2 separate regions of the Oryctolagus cuniculus genome follow, and region 1 is linked to region 2. The links are chromatin contacts, called in public Hi-C maps. All regions are on one chromosome and are shown on one strand. Each heading gives the region's core, a stretch centred on a gene start, on an enhancer-like site or on the middle of the called end of the contact. The rest is flanking DNA. Distances are from core to core; before and after follow the strand shown. Region 1 has its middle 34 kb from the start of HIF1A. Region 2 holds the start of HIF1A (hypoxia inducible factor 1 subunit alpha).

Region 1 (4,237 bases), core at 9-2,508, 34 kb before region 2:
TTGGATCGGCCTAACTCTGGCCATTGCAGCCATCTGGGGAGTGAACCAGAGGATGGAAGATCTTGCTCTCTTTCTCTCTGTCTCTCCCTCTCTCTTTCTGTAAATCTGCCTCTCAAATAAATAAATAAAAGCTTTGAAACAAAAAAATATATAGACTTTGGGGCTCTCCTGTTCTCCCCATTGTATGAGTGGGCCGATTTCTTTCCTCACCATGTCTTCTCATGAGACTTTCAGGATCTCAAGATTACTGGCCAGAGAATAAAAGCAACAGTCCCCCATTTCCCAACGGATTTGTATGAAAACCGGCAACCATTATCAGGTTGAAGAGGAGGTGTTGGAGAAGGAACAAGCCAGGCCTCTAAGGAAGTGCACAGGGGCTGTATTGAGATTACTATCATCTCACTGTATCAACCTGAAAAGTTCACCCTCTCTGGACGCTTGATCAAGTCTTACTAGAGATATGATTTTCTTTCTCTTTGTTTCTAGGTTTTGCACTAGTAGGTTGGTTCAGCAATAAATATCTGAAATGTTTTGGTGGAAAAAAAAAAACACCAAAATAGGATCAGACATTTAGTCTGGCTGTTAAAATGCCTGTTAAGATGCCCCCATCACACAGTACCTGGGTTTGAACACCAGTCCCAACTCTTGACTCCAGCTTCCTGTTAACTGTACCCTGGGGGGCAGTGGTGACAGCTCAAGTTTGTGGGTTCTTGCCACCTTAGGGGGAAACCTGGATTGAGTTCCTGGCTCCTAGCTTTGGCCCTGGCCCTGCCCCAGCTGTTTCAAGCATTTGGATAGTAAATCAGCTGGCTTCCTCATGCTCTCCCTCTCCCTCTTATAGGATGTATTTCTCTTTGTCTCTCTGCCCCTCAAATAAATAAGTAATATAACACGATACTTTGGGTTCCTTTGTGTGTGAAATGAGTCCATCCATCCCTAATGCAACAAAGAGAAACCTATGCACACAGAAGATATAGATCAGAGTCTGTCTGGGGAGATTCAACTGGGCACACTTTTAGAGGTGGTTGGCACACACTCAGTTAGACAGAAGGTAACACCACAGTGCAAAGTCATGAAGAGGATGAACAGTGATCCATCCTGCCCTGGTTGTGAGCTTCTCTGACTGTTCAGTAACGGGACTGACCTGAGAGCATGGCTCAGGTAAATGAGTCTGGTTTGCTGTTCGCTGTTCTAGGTCGTGTGGTTGTGTGGTTGGGACATGCTCACCCACTCCTGGGCTGGAGAGAGTTAAGTGAGTCACCTTGCTGAGTCATGCTAAGCTTGCTGGGCGTGTAGCATTAACGCTTTAATTAAGGTGCCCTTAGGAGGATTTCACAGCAGTGACCCACCCTCTCCATTCTTTGCTCTGTGTGTTAAGTGTCAGTGACACAGGACAGGGTTCCACACAGGATGTTATAAATATGAGCCAGCCTTGACTAGATTCTTGTTTATATTGTTAAAATTGTATTTTGTTTTCAATTAAGAGAAGGGGAACCCAATCACTTCTTGTCGATTTCCAGAGGAAAAGGCATTTTCCTAATTTTTCATTCTCTGCAAGAGCAAGGAATGGGAGAGAACAAAGGCCAAGGCTGTTTGTGAACATGTCGCCCGCATTACCGCCAGGTGTAGGAAAGGAGCAGTGTCTGTCTTTGAACAAGTTCTACTCTGTCAGAAAGTCGAAGTACAAGAAAGTCCTAACAATTATACAAACCTAGTAGGGGTACTATAGGTAATGGCCACATAATATATATTTCTCTAAAAAACAAAAGCAAAGTAGAAGAAAGGGTGTTGAATATTTTCACCATAAAGAAACATTAAATGTTGGAAGAGATAAATGTTTACCTTGATTGTCTACCACTTATGGTGTACAGGTACATGCATGCCAAAAATATGCACAACTTTTATATGTCAGCTAAAAATAAAATAAAACTCAGTCCATTTATAAAAAGAAGAAATCCATGGTTTTATAAAAAAGACCTTGAACTTGTGCAGATTTTTCGAGTTGCCCACTTTTACACTGGTAATTTCATTTGTGCCTCAACAGTTTCTTGTTGAGTCAGGATTTTTTTTTCTCTTTAGATGTGCTGATTTCTTTTAAAATGTGAATGCACCGTAATATATGTATAAGTGATTTTATCATACACGTCATTTTCATCTTTCCCCACTGTTTATAGGAAATCTACATAGGAAACTTTCTAACAGAGGTCATCTACCCACACACCCTCTCCTACCGGAAGATAGAATGTGTTCTAGAGAAAGTAGTGGCTCATACCTTATTTTAATGTTTCTAAAACAGGAAGCAGACTGAGCAGCAGGGGAAAGGGGAAGCTAATTCCTTCCCCTTTCATTTTCTCTGGGGCTGTGATGCGAAGCATGGGGGTAAAATTTTTGCAGCTCAATCACCTTGAAGAGAACATAGAATTCAAGGTATCAGAGATCAGGGTTAAAAAAAACTTTCTATGTGCTCTTTTTTTAAAATAAATTATTATTTTCTTCTCTTTAAAAAAGATGCATTTATTTTTTCTTTGGAGGCAGAGTTACAGAGAGAGGGAGAAAGAGAGAGATCTTTCATCCATATCAGATGGAAGCCAGGAGGCAGGAATTTCTTCCAGATCTCCCACGTGGGTGCAGGGACCTCAGCACTTGGGCCATCTTCTGCTACTTTCACAGGTACATCAGCAGGGATCTGGATCGGAAGTGGAGCAGCCGGGTCTCAGAACCAGAGCCTAAATTGGATGCCGGCGTCACATGCAGCAGCAGTTTTATCCACTACCCCACAGCACTGGTCCCTTTCTATATATTCTTAAAGATAGTGCTCAACATAGGAACATTATTGTGTGTGCTAAGTGAGGTGGGACAAGGCTTCTTTATTTTTTCCATTGTGTCACAGTTTTTAGAAGTTACTCCTTATCCACAAATCCCGCCTCGGGTTTTGGGCAGCTTGTCTAATAGAGAAACTGGCATGTCCATTCATTCTGTGAGCTATCACTTTTGAATGCTAGACATGCTACTGTCATTTAAAGTATGATCATTTGATTTTCTGTTTATTTGGGTCACATGCTCTCTCCCTTTGCCAGTATCCTGAGCTGTTGTCAGACTCTCTCTTTAGCCCATCGTCTCTCTCTAAGCCTGAAGCCTGTCATTTCATCCTCTCTATCTCCCACTGAACACTACCCCTCCCTCACCCTGTAAGAACAATACCAGTTCAGAAAGGATTTCTCTTTCTTGGTCTCCTTCAGATTCCTGTTCCACCCTTCCCACAGCCTGCCCCCAAATGTCTTGTTACAAGTCCTTGAAGAGACACCTTTGAAAATCAGTTGTGAGGCTGGTGCTGTGGTGTAAAGGGTAAAGCTGCTGCCTGCAGTGCCGGCATGCCATATGGGCGCCGGTTCGAGCTCCATTTTTGATCCAGCTCTCTGCTATGGCCTGGGAAAGCAGTAAAAGATGGCCCAAGTCCTTGGGCCCCTGCACTGGTGTGGGAGACCCGGAGGAGGCTCCTGGCTCCTGGCTTCCAATCGGCGCAGCTCCAGCTGTTACAGCGAACTGGGGAGTAAACCAGCAGATGCAGGACCTCTCTCTCTGCCTCTGCCTCTGCCTCTGCCTCTCTGTAACTCTGCCTTTCAAATAAATAAATCTTTGAAAAAAATCAGTTGCTGTTTGTTCATCACATGAATGCAATGGTGATATAAATGTCACTCAGTAGGAGATTTGTTAAAAAATGTATGATGATTTCACGAAAAAGAATTTCCTACAATTACCAAAAGTACAACTACTGCGACATGGAAGGTTGTTCATGACACATTTTTGCATGGGAAAAACAGAGCAGTCTGTTTAAGCATACAGATTTCAAATTGTCAGAGGCGGTTACCTCTATACAGTGGAATTAGCAATGATTTAATTTCATTGTTTTTCTTTCTTCTGATCTGCATTATGTGGTTTATGACAACTCTGTGTATGTGAGTGTGTGTGTTTAGAGAAATGAATATATATAAATATATACTTATACATATACATACACAGAAGGTACTTCAAAATGTTGTGGCAATAAGTTAAAAGATAAATTTATTTTGGCCCAAAAAAGTTTCAAAATCTATGCACGGTTTTTTTATAATACACATTTTCCTTTAACTTTTTGAGATACATATGTGAAATATATATATGTTTGAATTCTGTGTGTGTGTAAAATTAAGTTTTTTCTAAAATTTAAGTTTTGTAAGATAACAAGGACTCACTACCC
Region 2 (4,056 bases), core at 910-3,409:
TACACCCACATATGGAGAGTGGGAAAATCATGAAAAACAGAGAATATATTGGATTTACATGAACATAATTGGCTTTCTTGTATAGCAAAAACTGGCTAAACTCCAGTAGAAGTCCTGGTTATCACTACTATGGGAGGCACAAATTTTGGGGGTAATGATAAGAATAACGGCAACAAGATTATTGCTGATACTAAAAGCTAATCATCAGTCACTATGTACCAGCTACTGGTCACGTATTGTGTCAATAGTCCGGAGTTCTGTGGCATATATGCTATTATAATCCCCATCTTACAATGAGCAAACTGAGGTACAGAGGTTAGCTGATTTGCTAGGCCGTGTCAGAGTCTGTATGCAAACTCACTCTAGATTCTGAGGCCAGCGTTCTCAACACCATATTTTCAGAATGTTAAAACATTTGTAATTTAAGTTATTCTTTCCCTACTTAAAAAAAGAAATCATAAGTAACTATGATTTTTTTTTCCAGGCATACCCCATGGTTGTTCTGGATAACACATAGCATTTAGTGCTGTCAATCTGAAAAAACAAAAATAGCATTAGCATCAATCCTTATGGGTCTACTGACCAGTTCAAGTGGCTTCTCCTAGCAGGGTCAGACGCTGTGTTAGCCGGGCTGGTGATTCACACACTTGAAATCCTCCACAGGCAGATATCCACATCACGCAACAACCAGCGCAGAGTTAGACTGTGACAACCAGGCAAAGGTGCAGTAAAATACCCTGATGTCCACCGGGGAGGGATACGCAGTGGCTCTTTGTGGAGCTCAAAATATGTTTTTTTTTTTTTTAAAGACTTGAGAGGCTTGAAATGTATGGTTCTAAAGACAAAAAAGTGCTTAAGTTTTGTTCCGTAACTCGCAGTCCTGTCAGCAAACAGGCAGTGCTAGCCAGCACCGTCGTGCCCGGTTCCTTCCAACCCGGCGGGCTCTGGCCCATGCCCCGGAGGCAGCCTGGGTTCCGGACTCGGTCTACACCGCGAACGCAACTCAAGGAGACTCTTCTGAATCCACGCAAGATCGTCTTGCAAAAGCGCTAAGAAAGCACAAAGAAAAGTGTGCCTAAAGCCATTTTTCCGACCCTCCCTGAAATGCAGGTTTATATATTCTCGCTTCTGAAAGCCGTTTCTACAGTAACTTCACACCTTCCTTCCTCGGAGAGAGGCGTGCAACAACGGGTCTGTGAGGTTTTCCCTGGCATTAACTTAAACAAGTTCGCGACAGAACGCCTCAGGGGCCCCGCGGGGTCCCCCGTGCCGTGCGGCAGAGCGCGGGCAGCCTGGCAGGAAGGCCGCGCCGCAACGCGTCCGAGCGGGGAGACCCGGGGGGCTCGCGCCCAAGCCGCCAGGGCTGCGCTTTCCCACAGGGAACTCGGCTACGCCGCCTGAGGGGAGCGCGGGAGCGGGAAAACGTGATGCAACCTCGGGCCCGGGCAGCCGCCAACTCCCCTCAGCAGCGCCTCCCGCAAGCCCGCCGCCGCCGTCCCCAGCGGCAGGCGCTGGGTGCCCCCTAGTCCCGGCGCAGACGCACCCCCCAACGCCTTTCTCTCCGCCCCGGCCGCACACAGACGGGCACGTGAGCGCCGCGGCGCGTCCCAGCTGTGCCTCAGCTGAGCGCCTCCGGATTGGCTGAGAGCGACGTGGGCTGGGGTGGGCACTGGCCGCCTGCGTCGCTCGCCATTGGCTCCCGAGCAGCCCGCCTCCCCCTCAGGTGAGGCGGGCCTGCGGGGGCGCGCGCGCGCGCGCTGGGCTCGGCGGGCAGGCGAGGGGCGGGGGCGCGCGCTCCCGCCCCGCCCCTCCCCTCCCCGCGCGGCCGGGCGCGCCTCCGCCCTTGCCCGCCCCCTGCCCGCTGCCTCAGCTCCGCCGAGCGCAGAGCCGCCTCGTCTGAGGGGACGCGAGGACCGTCCTCGCTGCCGAGTGGGCCCAGCGCGTCGGGCCGGGCCGTGACAAGCAGCCTGCGCGGAGGCTCGCGCCGGACTCCGCGCTCGCCGCCCCGCTCTGCTCTGCGAGGAGCTTCCCGCCTCGCACCCCTCCCCCGCCGCCGCCCCCACCCGGACTTGCTCTGCTCTCTCCGCGTGTGCAGGGAGCCGGCGCTTAGGCCGGAGCGAGCCTGGGGGCCGCCGGCCGGGAAGGCATCGCGGAGACCGAATCGCCATGGAGGGCGCCGGCGGCGCGAACGACAAGAAAAAGTAAGCCCCTTCCCCGCCCGCCCGCCCGCCGGGCCGCGGCGCTCCCGGGGTGGGTCGCTGGGCGGGCGGGGGTCGCCCGGCCTTTTTTTTTGTTGTTTCTGCCTCCTCTCCCCTCCCCTCTCTTTCCCCCAACCTCGCCGGCCGGGCTCCCCCGCTGTCCACGTCGCCATCTTGTCGTGGGGGGTGGGAGACGCCTCGAAAGTGCTTCCAGGGGGCCGGGGGTCTGCACGCCGCCGCCGCCGCCGCCCCCAGCCGGGGCTGCGGGGGTCCTCGCGCCGCCCCCCGCGCCCGCCGCGGAGCCCCAGCCTTGCGGCGCGGCCCCGTCCGGAGGGGACTTCGCCCCAGCCTGGAAGCCGAGCCCGCAGCTCGGCGCCGCCGCTCGCACCCGGAGCTTCCGCTCCCTCCCGGTGGCGGGGAAGGCGCGGGCCGGGCGCCCCGCACGCTGGCCGCGGCTCGCCGGCGGGTGCGGGGCCCCGGCGGCCGCGGCTGGGCTGGCCCTTGCGGCGGTCCCGCCGCGGCGGGTGTCGCTGCCTTTGTGCCGTGGTGGGGGGATTGGCCGCGGCGGCCTTCGGATGCTAACTTTTTAGTTTGCACGTGCAGGTTTTGTTTTTCGTTTTGTTGTTTTAATCGGCTGGAAAAACTTGCCCAGACTTGGGAGTCGGAGTAACGGGAATTGGGGGGCACATCGCCAGGCTGTAGCGGGAACTTGGGAAGTGGAGACTTGGGATCCAGGGAGCCCAGACGATGAGCAGGAATCCGTGCCTCATTCATTCCCGAAAATATCTTGGTGAAAATGTAACGGGCGGCTTCGATTTAGGCAGACAGTGTCAGTGAGGTTGAAAAGCGAAGTAGATGACCGGAGCAAACGAAATGCAACACTAAAGTGTTGGAGGATTTTTTTTTTTTCAGAACTGTCTCGTTTTCCTGATATTTTAATATATTTGAAGGAAACCATCAGCACATATCCAGATTGTGTTGGGACTTAAAGCAAGTTTATTGAACAGCGTGAAGTGTAAGAGGGGTACATTATAGAAAGATTAAGAATGGTGGAACCCGTGGTATTTACAGTACCCCCCTCCCTATTTTCTCCACTTTGGTATTTTCACCGTTGAGGAAATTATTTTAAGGAATTGAGGATTTATATAGTAGGAGTAGTAACGTAGGCTGGCTTTACTGTTAAGTCCTTCCACTCTTATGGGAGAGATTAACTTCTCTAATCAGTATGAGCGGAAGATAAACTTGTTTATATCCTTGCTGTTTTGTAGATTCTTTATCTTGGTCCCTATTCAATAGAATGTAAAATTCTCAGTTTATATACACCGGGGAGAGAGCACTTACACAATTTAAAACATGAGCACACAAGTCTAGATTTAATTTCAAGAGTTAACCAGGAATTAATTGCAATTAATTTTGCAGAAGTGATTACAGTGTTTTTGATGAAATGAAGAGGCTGCTATATTGTAAACCAAAGGCAGATTACCTCTGTGTAGTGCCAATTTTCCGTCCTTATTATATACTGAATCATAGTTACCACAATGCATTAGGTTGTGTACCAGTCACTTCCTTTTTATATGTAATACTTTACTGATTTCTTCTTTGCTATTCTTCAGTTAATACCAGAAGCCACTGTAAAATAAGTGAGTGAATAAATTAGCAACTACTGCGCACCAGCCCCAGCGCTAAATGAATTCTTTGGTTTTCCCCATTCCCATTGTTATTTTCAAAATTTTCTCATTTGAAAACTTAACCACCTGGGATCGAATGTAGTCGTAACACTTAATATGGAGATTCTTAATATAACTGAAATTTTAAGTTAAACAGTAAATAGTGATTACTCAGCAACTTTTGGATGATG

What was found. Hi-C and Micro-C count contacts between places; a contact is called where the count stands out from the background.
Region 1: a contact with region 2 is called in a Hi-C map of an unstated tissue, with 1.4 times the contacts expected there. The contact joins the enhancer-like site here to the promoter of HIF1A in region 2. A contact is called at or near these places in 2 of 6 Hi-C or Micro-C datasets (skin fibroblasts and an unstated tissue).

Annotation. Positions count from the first base shown.
Region 1 is chr20:8,850,967-8,855,203 of mOryCun1.1, reverse strand. No RefSeq gene overlaps it. Among named protein-coding and RNA genes, the nearest start is that of HIF1A, 34 kb to the right of the region's middle. Within about 2 kb of position 1,258, at least 1 of the 8 cell types and tissues checked has an H3K27ac peak or open chromatin away from gene starts, as enhancers often do.
Region 2 is chr20:8,817,661-8,821,716 of mOryCun1.1, reverse strand. It overlaps HIF1A (hypoxia inducible factor 1 subunit alpha), which reads left to right and starts at 2,159. Exons shown (of 18, transcript NM_001082782.1): 1 at 2,159-2,201. The coding sequence starts at 2,167.